Regions from separate parts of the Sus scrofa genome. Here region 1 is linked to region 2. The links are chromatin contacts, called in public HiChIP or PLAC-seq maps. All regions are on one chromosome and are shown on one strand. Each heading gives the region's core, a stretch centred on a gene start, on an enhancer-like site or on the middle of the called end of the contact. The rest is flanking DNA. Distances are from core to core; before and after follow the strand shown.

Region 1 (6,139 bases), core at 1,987-4,486, 190 kb after region 2:
GCCATTAGTTTTCAGTTTTGTGTCATCTAAATGCTCTTTTAAGCAAGTTTAGGGACTTTTCACAACAGATCATACTATTTACAACAAGGGGAGAAATGAGATCACATAACATTAAGCAGAAATTTCATCCAAGATTAAATTAAATTTTTCCCTTATATTGAAGGAAAAAAGTATGAGAGAAATAATTATTTTCCTTGTTCATTAAGTAACCTCATCTGGGCATGTGCTTTGTAGACTTGCTTCTGACTCCTAATTGCTTATTTTTTAAAAGGAGAGAAGATGGGAGGGAGTACTGCTGTGGAACAGCATGTTAGGGATCGGGCGTTACTGTAGCTATAGCTCAGATTGATGCCTGGCTCAGGAATTTCTATATGTGGCAGCTGCGGCCAAAAAAAAGAGAGGAGATAAATTGAACACAAGCTTTTCCTTTTTTTCCCCTCCCCTCTAGAGGAACTTTCCCTCAGCTTTTTTTTCCTCCTCTAATATGACTCATTTAGATTCTACATCTTATTTTGAAATTAGGAAAGAAATTCTGTGTGACTAAGTCTTGACACATTCATATATGATATTATGGTAAAATGATATGTGGCTGGCAGTGTTTCCAGCTATTCCAGTCTTTTCCACTGGAGAGAGATTTAGAATTTTTTGAGACGTAACTTGATTTTCTTAATTCGTCACTCAAAGCATTTGCTATTTGCCAAAACAGACTAAGCAGTTACGTATAGCTTGTGACTTACAACCCTCGAGGGTAGGTACTGTTAGTGTCCTGGTTCTGTGTATAAACCTGTGTGTTGTGTAAGTTATTCATAGTCACATAGCTGTTGAGTGGAAAAGCCTGGGGGGAGACAGGATTGATTTAATGCTGTGAATGTATTTGGCTAAAGGTGAGGGCCATGTTGTATAGTGTGCTTAGGGACAGCAGGTTCTGTAACTACTTCTCTACACTGATTTTATCTCCTTACCCTTCTTAGGGTGCTTATTTTTTTCATTTTTAATACAGAATCATAAAGGTCTCTTGTTTACTGCCTTAAGATGTGAATCATTTACTACAAATGTCATTAATAAGAATCTCTTGTATCTTTTTTTTCCCTTAAAGTTTAGGTTAAGACTCTAAAAATTTGATTCCTAGGGCTGGAAATACTTGGCAGTGGCAGGCTGTGTTTACTACTTTTATCTTTTGTTTTCTTCTTTACAGGAAAGGAATGCAGAAAATGCCATCGAAGCCCTTAAGGAGTATGAGCCTGAAATGGGCAAAGTGTATCGACAGGACAGGAAGAGTGTACAACGAATTAAAGCTAAAGACATAGTTCCTGGTGATATTGTAGAAATTGCTGGTGAGTTGAGTTTGTCATTTTTGTTTTATTTTAGGTTGTATATCTGAATGTAGTCCTTTTCTCGAGGCTCATAATTGTTTTAAAAGTTAAGCTCTTATGAATCAATTGTATTAACAGATTAGTGCCATCCAAACAAATCAGGTTTTCTGTAAAATTATTTTTAAATATTTTGGCACCTCTCTTCATGTGGTTATGGTGTTTTTTTCTTTTTTTTAAACAAGGTGTTTTGAATTATTGTACTTACTGCTTTTACTATAGTAGTTGTAGAATATTAGTGCTAGTGAAATAATGAACTTAATCTGACAGTTGTAGTGAGCAGTTTGTTAGAATACTAATTAGTGGCTACTTCGTTTTTCCTGTTTTGACTGTTGGCACAAGTACTAAGTCTAACTTGCAACTGTGAAAGTAAGTTGATGGTTAAGGGTAATTTCATGACTAAAAGCTCTATTTAAAAATACTTATATGGCCTAGGGTTTCTACTTGGGCTTTACAAGTTAGGGAATCCACTGCAAGGCCAGAGCTCTACACAAACCTCGCAGAAGTCCATACCCTCCCTGCCAGTGTTTTCAGGCAGTCTAGAATGCCCCTGGAGCCAGTCAGAAAAGTCTAATCTTGTTGCTGGGGAATCATTACTTTGGGTTATTCAAATCATGGTTTTTCATACCCTCCTGAACTCAGAATACTTGTTTTCTTTTGAATTGTCTCATAGTAATACTTACCCTGACTTGTGGGGAAGGTGTGCTTTGTCTTTATTGTCTTACTCATTTTAATGAAGAGAACTCAGCTGCATCTCTTGACCTGTGCTGTGCAGTTTTGGCCTCCGAAAGTAAATTACCGTGTGATAGGTATTCTTTTATTCTTAATTTTTGTCATTGTTCTTCCAGAAGAGTAGTGTTGCCTGTATACCAACATACTGACTACTTAGGACTACAAAGTTTGTGCAAGTGACCTAAGAGCTTGCTTAGTAGTGTGAACAAAAGTAACAGAGACCAAAAGTAATAATAATAATAATGGGGGGAGGGGAAGAATAATGAGGGAAAGATTGTGAATTTATGAATAGGGGGGGGGGTCTTTTTAGGGCTGCCCCCGCGGCATGTGGAGGTTCCCAGGCTAGGGGTCCAATTGGAGCTGTAGTTGCCAGCCTACACCACGGAAACAGCAACACCAGATCCGAGCCACTTCTGCAACCTACACCATAGTTCAGGGCAATGCCAGATCCTTAACCCACTGAGCGAGGGCCCAGGGATTGAGCCCGAGTCCTCAGGGATGCTAGTCAGATTCATTTCCACTGAGCCATGACAGGAACTCCTTGAATGGTGGTTTTTAAGCAGGGTGCACATCAAAATCATCTGGGGGCACTTATGAGAAGTTTTTACCAGATTTCAAACCAAAATATTAACTCTGAATCTCCTTTAGCCATGGAATTATGGCCATGTATAATCTGAAAAGTGAACCTCAGATTTAGGTGTTAAACAACATGTTTTGGTAACTAAATGGATATGGGGGTGGGTAAGTAGGGTGTAGAATCAAAGATACTGACAGGATTTCTAGTTTAGCTGACTGGGTGGTGATGGATAGTTTGTCTTTGCACAAGTATTATGTGGTACATGCGGTTGCAGATCACCTAAATATTGCACTAGATTCTGTTTGTATGCTTCCATTTCTCCAGCTTGGAGTGGTAATATACATTCAGCCTCTCAAAGATGTTATAAGAATTGGTATGCTAGTTGGGCTATTTCAGTGTATTATATCTGTTTGAAAACTTAGAGAAATTACCCCCAAAGCATTTATCCTTGGTTTGCATCAGTAGATGGCAGTGGTTTACAGCATCAGAGGAAAAAATGTAAGCTTGACCCTCAAGGAATCCTCTTCCTCTTCCCTTTTGAAGAAGTGAAGCAAGACCAGCTTTTCTTCAGTGGAAGTGGTTTTGGTTTCTCTTTTCCTCTGGATTCTGTTTCTCTCTGGCCTTTCCCATCTCAGTAAATTTCTTTCCTTTTTTTTTTTTTTTTTTTAGGGTTTTGTTTTGTGTTGTTCTTAGTTTTTTAAAAAAAAATTTTTTCTTTTTAGGGCCACACCTTCAGCATATGGAGGTTCCCAAGCTGGGGTTGAACTGGAACTGTAGCTGCCAGCCTCCACCACAGCTCACAGCAACGTTGGATCCTTAACCCACTGAGCAAGGCCAGGGATCGAACCTTCATCCTCTTGGATACTAGTCACATTCGTTTCTACTGAGCCATGAGGGGAACTCCCCATCTCAGTAAATTTCTAACCCACCTAGTTAACAAGAGAATGCACACTTCTAACAGTGGCAAAGCTTTGGTTATAATCTGGACCTACCTGACTACTCTGGCCCAGTGTGAAATTCCGTTCCCTATATGTAGTGTTTTATATGTTTCATTTAAGAGTTGAGCAAAGACAGATATTGATTGATTCATAGCGTGTGTGACATAGAAGTAGTATCCCTTTCTTATTTTATTTGTGGATGTTACGGTAAAATATACGTAACATAAAGCTTACCATTTTAACCTTTGTGTGTGAAAGTCCCTAGGCCCTGCACCACAAGGGAACTCCCACTTTAGCCATGTTTAAGGTATAGTTCTGTGGCATTAAGTGCATTCACACCATTGTGCCGCTGTGTCTACAGAACTTTTTCATCTTCCCAAACTGAAACTTTTTCCACTGAACAGTAATTTTCCTTTACCTCCTACCTCTAGGTCCTGGCAACCACTGCCTTTCTTTTAATATTCAAAAAAACACATTAAAAGATGAGTTTAGGAGTTTCTACTGTGATTCAGTGAGTTAATGATCTGGCTTATCTCTGGCATTGCCAGTTGGATCCCTGGCCCAGCGCAGTGGGTTAAGGATCCAGCGTTACTACAGCTGTGGTGAAGGTCACAGATGTGTCTCGGATTTGATCCCTGGCTAAGGAACCGCCAAGTGCGGGTAAAAAGGAAAAAAAAAAATAAAAGAGAAGTTTAAATCCCTCACCTTAGATGAATATACTTAATACTCATAGTAAGTATTCTAAGCAGTACAAATAATATAAACCCATTCCACTGTCACCTATTTCTTTTCTTTCTTTCTTTCTTTTTTCTTCCTTTTTTAGGGCCACACCCACGGCACATGGAAGTTCCCAGGCTAGGGGTCGAATTCGGGCTACAGCTGCCAGCCTACACCACAGCCACAGGAATGCCAGATCCAAGCTATGTCTGTGACCTACACCATAGCTCATGGCAGCACCGGATCCCCTACGCACTGAGTGAGGCCAGGGATCAAACCCTCATCCTCATGGATGCTACTCAGATTGTTTCCGCTCCACCACAACGGGAACTCCCCACTTTCACCTATTTCTTCACCTTTGTGAGGTGTCTGACAGGTCCTGATAATTAACCGTTTTTTCCTCTGTTGCTTTCCCCACTGTATACTAGTTGCTAACATCATATGCAGTGCTTGGATGTTGGGTTCTTGAATACTACTCTTTCTTGAATATTCTGAGGGATGCTGAACAGAAGTGATATCTAGTTTTAGATAGATATGAAAATTTTTATTAAACGTTGTTGTCAATGAGCACCCTAAGGGTACAGCTGTGTCACATTGACTGCTGTAATCTTGCTGAGCATGTAGCAAGCTCTCAGTAATAAATGAAACTTACAGCTTCACAGAAGTGTGGAATAGGTTAGCAAATGTGAACCTGCTTATTGTGCAACTTGTGTGCAGAACAGATAATTTGAAATCTCTTTGTGAGTTCAGTAATAGCTAAGCTTTAAGCGTGTGCTAGATCCAGTGATAAGCTTGATAGTGCTTGGTTTTTAACCATCAGCCACTTTTTTTTTTTTCTTGCTTTTTAGGGCTACACCTGCAACATATGAAGGTTGCCAGGCTGGGGTCTCATCGGAGCTACAGCTGCCGGCCTACACCATAGCCACAGCAATGCAGGATCCGAGCCGCGTCTGCAGCCTACACCACAGCTCAGGGCAACGCTGGATCCTTAACCCACTGAGCGAGGCCAGGGATCAAACCCACAACCTCATGGTTCCTAATCAGATTCGTTTCTGCTGAGCCACCGCGGGAACTCCCCATCAGCCACTCTTTAGTTGTGTACTGTTACTCAAATTTTACAATTGAAACTCTCACATACTTCTTGTGGTTTGTTGCTTCTGTCTTCATCTGCAGTTAATTTGGTAGAGAATATACAGTATACTTAGTAAATGTACACATAAGTGTATTTGTCATATTTCAATTTGTTGGTGGCTCAGTTCACAATTTTTTAAAAGCAGCTACAATGAGATGTAATTCACATGCCATAACATTCTCTCCTTTAAAGTGTGTGATTAAGTGGTTTTTAATATAGTCAGAGTTGTGCAATGATTATCAACTAATTTCAGAACATCTTTATCCTCTAAAAAAAGAAACCATGTACCCATTAGTAATTACTTCCCCTGCCCTCCTTTTCCCAGTCCTTGGCAACCACAATTTATTTTTTTTTTTAGGGATTTGTCTGTTCTGGACATGGCATATAAACGGAATCAGTCATACAATATAAGAATAGCTGGCCTTTTGAGACTGGCTTCTTTCACTTAATGTATTGTTTTCAGTACTTATCTATGTTGTAGCATATGTCATACTTCATTCATGTGTATACTGTATTCTTCTTTATGGTACAATAATTCTCCATTGTTTAGATGTGCTACATTTTATTCATTCATCAGCTTGTGGATATTTGGGTTGTTTTCCTCTTGTACAATTTTCCTGTGAACGTAGGCTTTCACTCTCTTAGGTATATATACCTAGGCATGGAATTGTGG
Region 2 (6,182 bases), core at 2,828-5,327:
CCACCAGTACAGCAGCTGGGAATGGTGTCCTCCTGGCAGGGGGACAAGATGGCCTCACAGCAGAGATTTGGGTTGCAATCAATTACTGTGGGCAGCCACAGAGCGGCGGAGCGATGGATTCATTGTTTTCTCTCCTGCCCCTCTTCTCTCTAACCCTGGCTGAAAAGCATTGAGAGGGTGGAGTTGAGAGCCTGTGATTTAGCTCTTTAGGAAAAGGAGGGGGGAAAATGAGCCCAGACTGAGGCTTTTTATTAATATTCTTGAGGATCAAGAGCTCATTAGAATTAGAGACAGGGGTCGGGGATGGGGGACAGGGCTCTGCTTCATCACTACGTTATTCAATTCATTTATTCAATTAATGCTTATTGAGTGTCAGGGACTTTGGGGGGGATAAGTGAGTTAACTAGTGAGATCAAAATCCCTACCCTCTTGGAGTTTATGTTCTAAAGAAACTGGATGATCAATAGATAAGTCAAACATATAATATGTGAGAGGGCCATGTGCTCTATGGAAAAAAATCAAGCAGAGAAGGAAGATAAGATGTGCTTAGGTTCCACTCTGGGGTTAAGTTGAGGTGAAATTCATATAACTTAAAGTGAACCATTTCATTTCATTTTATTTTGGGGGGTGGCTGCCCTCACAGTATATGGAAGTTCCCAGGCTAGAGTTCAAATTGGAGTTACAGCTGCCAGCCTACACCAGAACTCATGACAACGCCAGATCCTTAACCCACTGAATGGGACCAGGGATTGAACCCTCCTCCTCATGGATACTAGTCAGGTTCATTACCGCTAAGCCACAAGGGAGCTCCAAAGTGAACCATTTTAAAGTACAGTTTAGCGGCATTTAACACATTCCCAGTGTTGTGCAACCACAAACTCTGTCTAGTACCAAAACATTTTCATCACCCCCAAAAAGAAACTTCTACCCATTAAACAGTCACATTCTACTCCCTCCTCTCCTGCAGCACCTGGCAATCTTTGGTCTGCTTTCTGTCGCTATAGATTTACCAGCCCCTGGTAACCACCAATTTTCCTTCTATGTTTGTGGACTTACCTATTCTGGACCATTTCACATAAATGGAATCAGACATTGGTCTTTAGTTACTGCTTTCTTTCTTTCTTTCTTTTTTTTTTTTTTTTTTTTTTTTTTGTCTGTACATGCCACAGCAGAGACCTGAGCTGCTGCAGCAACAATGCCAAATCTTTAACCCAGTGTTCTGCAAGGCAACCCCTGACTTCTTCGTTTAATGTAAGGTTTTCAAAATTCATCCATATCTTAGCATGTATCTGCATCTCATTACTTTTTGTGGTCAAATAATATTCCATTGTGTGGCCATATCACACTTTATATATTCATTCATATCTGTTGATGGACATGGGTTTTTTTCATTTTTGGCTATTGTGAGTAATGTTACCATGAACATTCTGGTACAAGTACTTGAGTTCCTGTTTTCAATTCTTTCGGGTAAAAACCTAAGAGTGAAATTGCTGGGTCATATATTGAACTTTCTGAGGAATACCCAAAATATTTTCCAAAGTGGTCGCACAATTTTACACTCCCACCGGCAGTGAAGGAGGGTTCTAATGTCTCCACATTTTCACCAACGCTTGTTATTTTCCATTTTATAAATAACACCATCCTAGTGGTATGAAGTGGTATCTCCTGTGGTTTTGATTTGCATTTTGCTAATGCAAATCCTTAGGTGTTGAGCATTTTTTCCTGTGCTTATTGACTGTTTATCTGTCTTGTTAGAGAAATGTCCTTTGGCCACTTTTGAATTGTTTATCTGTCCTTTTGTCATTGAGATGTAAGAGCTGAGAATAAATCTTTTTTTTTCCAGCTAAAAGGGGAGTTTATTAATTTATATAGACACAGAGTATAGAGGAGGAACTGAGTTTTGGGACTCAAGTGTGTGATAAGGGAAAGGATGAACTTTTAAACAGGGTGGTCAGAAAATGTCTCCCTGAGATGACTTTGTTTTTTCTTTCTACAGCTGCACCTGCAGCATATGGAAGGTCCCAGGCAGAGCTGCAGCTTTCAGCTTATGACACAGTCACAGCAATGTGGGATCCAAGCCAACACCACAGCTCACGGCAACCCACTGAGCAAGGCCAGGGATCAAACCCACATCCTCATGGATACTAGTCGGATTCGTTTCTGCTGAGCCACAAGGGGAACGTCCTCAACTGTACTTTTTAAAAAACATTAAAAGAAAAGAAAGAAAGAAAAGAAAGGAAGAAAGAAAGAAAATATATTAACTGAAAAAAATTTTTAAGTTAAAAAAAGACTGGATGTGTGTATATGTATAAGTGAATCACTTTTTTGTACAGCAGAAATTATCACAACATTGTAAATCAACTATACTTCAATATAATTTTTAAAAAATAAAATTAAAAAAATAATTAGGTAGTTCCCATTGTGGCTCACCAAGTTAAGATTCCTACAGGTATGCACGAGGATGCAGTTCAATCCCTCGCCTTTCTCAGTGTGTTAAAGATCCAGCATTGCCATGAGCTGCGGCATAGGTCACAGATGTAGCTCAGATCTGGCACTGCTGTGGCTGTGGTGTAGGCCGGCAGCTGCAGCTTCACTTCCACCCCTAGCCTGGGAATTTCCATATGCCGCAGGTGTGGCCATAAAAAGAAAAAAGTAAAGGAGAGAAAAGGAGAGGAGAGAAGAAAAAAAAGAAAAGAAAAGGAAAGAATTAAATGAAATAATATACCTAGCCAGGACCTGGCACATAGCTGTGCTTAGAAATGGGTTTGAACCCAGATCAAGAGGATTTCAAATCCTGAGGCCTCCAGGAAGAAAATGGTTTACAGCAGAGTCTGAGGGCTTTCATGGTGGAGAGGCCTGCAGTCTAGCCTGACACAGGCTATCCTATACTCTCCTCTATTTATGTTTTTAAGACCATACTTTGTTTACATACTAACATTAAGCAGGGGGATTAGAGTGTGAATGCTAGCTTTTACCAAGTGACTTCAGGCAGATTTCTTAATCTCTTTGAACCCAGTTTGTGCTTTAGAATTGTGGACAGGATTTAAGATGATATATGTGTCATAGGAGAATTGACAGATAATGGATATGAGTGACACTGGCATGTGGTAGCGGCTCAAAAGATTTCCCTCTTTCATTGTTTCATCATACGTCTGCCCAGGAAATACCATTTGGGGCATTAAAAACCCCACAAGATTACCTTTAATCATGTCTTCAACACAATTTGCCATGATGTTTTGCTTTGTTTTGGTTTTTGGTGGCAGGTAGAATGTGGGCTTTGGAGTCTCATGTGAGAGTTGAGATCCAGGTTTTTGTACTTACTAAGGCTGTTGGACTTGGGGCAAGTGTCTTAACTTCTCTGAGCTTTAGTTTCCAGGCCCACCTTACAAAGCAGTTGCAAGGATCTGAGATCATTTTTGTCTTTTATTTATCTTTTTTCTTTTTAAGGCTGCACCTGTGGCATGTGGAAGTTCCCAGGCTGGGGGTTAAGTTGGAGCTGAAGCTGCCGGCCTACGCTACAGCCACAGCAACGCCAGATCAAAGCCTCCTCTGTGACCTACACCACAACTCACAGCAATGCCAGATCCTTAACCCACTGAGCAAGGCCAGGGATCGAACCCCCATCCTCATGGATACTAGTCGGGTTCTTAACTGGCTGAACCACAATGGGAAGTCCTGAGATCATTTTTGTAAAGCCCCCAGCACCCAACAGGACTCTTAGTCTCAGGGCTGATGGCAGCCACCTTGGTATGAAGAAAAGGACAGGAAGTCCAAGCAGTTTGGGTGGTGAGGGAAGAACAGGAGAGAAAAATTCCTGTCAAGTGATCTAGAAAAGCTCCTGAGAGCCTAGCAAGAGTGAAGCCATAAATGAGTATTTCCAGTCCTGACTTTTCTCCCTTTGGAAAGAGCTAAGAATCAAGAGTCCCAAATGCACTGTCCAAGCCTAGATCCATATCCTTGGGCAAGTCCTTTTCCCTCTCTTTGAGCGTCTGTTTCCTGGGGTACCTCTCCAAGGACCCTCTCTTCTCTGCATCCATCTGTAGCACCGCTACTGACCAGTAGAGGGTAGCGAAGAACCAACATTCACTAGGAGGCCCGTTCCTCCAAGTCTAGTTATGTTGGCCATGTTGCTCTTGTCTGACCAGGAAGGAGGAAATTGTGGTGAAGTAATAGTAGCAGTATGTTTCTTTTTTTCAAAGGGCCTTATTTTCTCCTCAATGCACAGTTGGAATGAGGAATGAGGTCTTGCCGCAGTATACAAATGAGGAAGCAAAACCTCAGAAGCATAAGAAGCTTAACAAGACCGCATATAAACAATCAACAGACAATTTTGGTCACACCGCATCCTAAATTTAGAACATTCCAGTGCTGGGAATGGCATTGCTTTTGCCTTGTCTGCTCAGTATCAATAACCCATTACTTACTTTATGGTTTATGAAGTATTTTCTGATCCTCAATGTCAGGGGCTTCTCATCTTATTCTCCCAGCTTACAGATGAGCAAACCGAGGCTTCTAGAGGTTATACCATTTGGCCTTGAATTTTCTTTTCTTTTCTTTCTCTTTTTCTTTCTTTCTTTTTTTTTTTTTCTTTCTTTCTTTCTTTTTTCCTTTCTCTCTCTCTCTCTCTCTCTCTCTCTCTCTCTCTCTCTCTCTCTAGGGCTACAGCTGCAGCATATGGAAGTTCCCAGGCTGGGGGTTACATTGGAGCTGCAGCTGCTGGCCTATGCCCCAGCCACAGCAATGCCAGATCTGAGCCTAGTCTGTGACCTATACCACAGCTCATGGCAACGTCAGTTCCTTAACCCACTGAGCAAGGCCAGGGATCAAACCTGCATCCTTGTGAATACTAGTCAGGTTTGTTACTGCTGAGCCACGATGGGAATCCATGGCTTAGCATTTTTCTTAATCAGCTCTGTCTTAGAAGTAACGTTAGTTTAACTATAGGACTTGGTATTTTGCAGCAGTTTTCATATGATGGGACATAGCAGGTTCGAATCCAAATGTTGCTCTTATTTGTGAAAGAAATTAAGCTCCTCCCCTGTTTCAACATCTGCATAAGTTCCCAGCAATTCCTTGTGGAGCTAGAATAGTTTAGATCACCAGTGGTACTCCAAGGGGACTATCAAGTGACACACCTGGTCCTAGCTCCAGATTCTGATACCCACTCTCAACCACCCAGATTATCACTGTTTTTGATGGTCATTTTATTTGTGTGTGTGTGCAATGTCTTTAACAGACCCCCAGATCGGTTAAGGTGCTGTAACAGAAAGGCACAACTCAAATTAGCTTAAACACTTAAACATTAAGGAAAACCTTACTTCATATAACAAGTCAACTCCAAAGTGGCACATGCAGCAACTCAACAGCATCAGCAGACTTATCCTGCCCCAAATGTCAATAGTGCTGAGGTTGGAGTTCCCGTCGTAGCTCAGTGGTTAACGAATCCGTCTAGGAACCATGAGGTTTCGGGTTCTATCCCTGGCCTTGCTCAGTGGGTTGGGGATCTGGCGTTGTTGTGAGCTGTGATGTAGGTCGCAGACCTATACAATGCAGCTTGGATCCTGCATTGCTGTGGCTCTGGTGTAGGCCAGCAGCTACAGCTCCAATTAGCCCCCTAGCCTGGGAACCTCCATATGCCGTGGGAGCAGCCCAAGAAATGGCAAAAAGACTATATATATATAGTGCTGAGGTTGAGAAACCCTGGATTAGATGGATCAGGCAGCGGGGCTGGCATTGGCTTCAATGAAGCACATGCAATGAGGATGAGGCAGAGGACACCACACACAACTGGGGTTTGGAGAGTCTGAAAGAGGAAAGGAGGACTGGCTTTGGGGAAGAGAATCCACAGTCTCTGTTATAAGCCCTTGATGCTGTTAATTTAGCTCCCACTTGGATATATCAGAATCAACACTTGGTCCCTTACCCTCACCTTGCTTATAGTCCAGATGTTTAAACCAGACTTGCATGATTTCCTTTTTTCTATTATCTCTTTTTAAAAATTGTAACAAAATATTGATAAGAATAAAGTCACAATGACTCACGATCCATCAAGACAGCTACCACTAACTTGTTTGTTTATTTCCTTCTAAACTAGATCCTGATTTCTAATTATGGAAATGCATGTAAAGTATCTCCTCATTCATTCATTCAACAGCAATGGAGCTGAGTGCGTGCGTGCGTGC

What was found. HiChIP or PLAC-seq counts read pairs in DNA pulled down with a chosen protein or histone mark.
Region 1: a contact with region 2 is called in an H3K27ac HiChIP or PLAC-seq map of alveolar macrophages. The contact joins two enhancer-like sites. A contact is called at or near these places in 4 of 47 Hi-C or Micro-C datasets (embryonic fibroblasts, fibroblasts and omental adipose tissue) and 1 of 2 datasets of contacts at active chromatin or transcription factors (alveolar macrophages).

Annotation. Positions count from the first base shown.
Region 1 is chr14:31,691,690-31,697,828 of Sscrofa11.1, forward strand. It overlaps ATP2A2 (ATPase sarcoplasmic/endoplasmic reticulum Ca2+ transporting 2), which reads left to right. Exons shown (of 20, transcript NM_213865.1): 5 at 1,196-1,334. Among named protein-coding and RNA genes, the nearest start is that of ATP2A2, 19 kb to the left of the region's middle. Within about 2 kb of position 3,237, at least 2 of the 83 cell types and tissues checked have an H3K27ac peak or open chromatin away from gene starts, as enhancers often do. A contact at or near this core is called in alveolar macrophages, where this site is marked.
Region 2 is chr14:31,499,569-31,505,750 of Sscrofa11.1, forward strand. All of the region lies in intron 2 of IFT81 (intraflagellar transport protein 81 homolog), which reads left to right. Among named protein-coding and RNA genes, the nearest start is that of P2RX7, 26 kb to the left of the region's middle. Within about 2 kb of position 4,078, at least 12 of the 83 cell types and tissues checked have an H3K27ac peak or open chromatin away from gene starts, as enhancers often do. A contact at or near this core is called in alveolar macrophages, where this site is marked.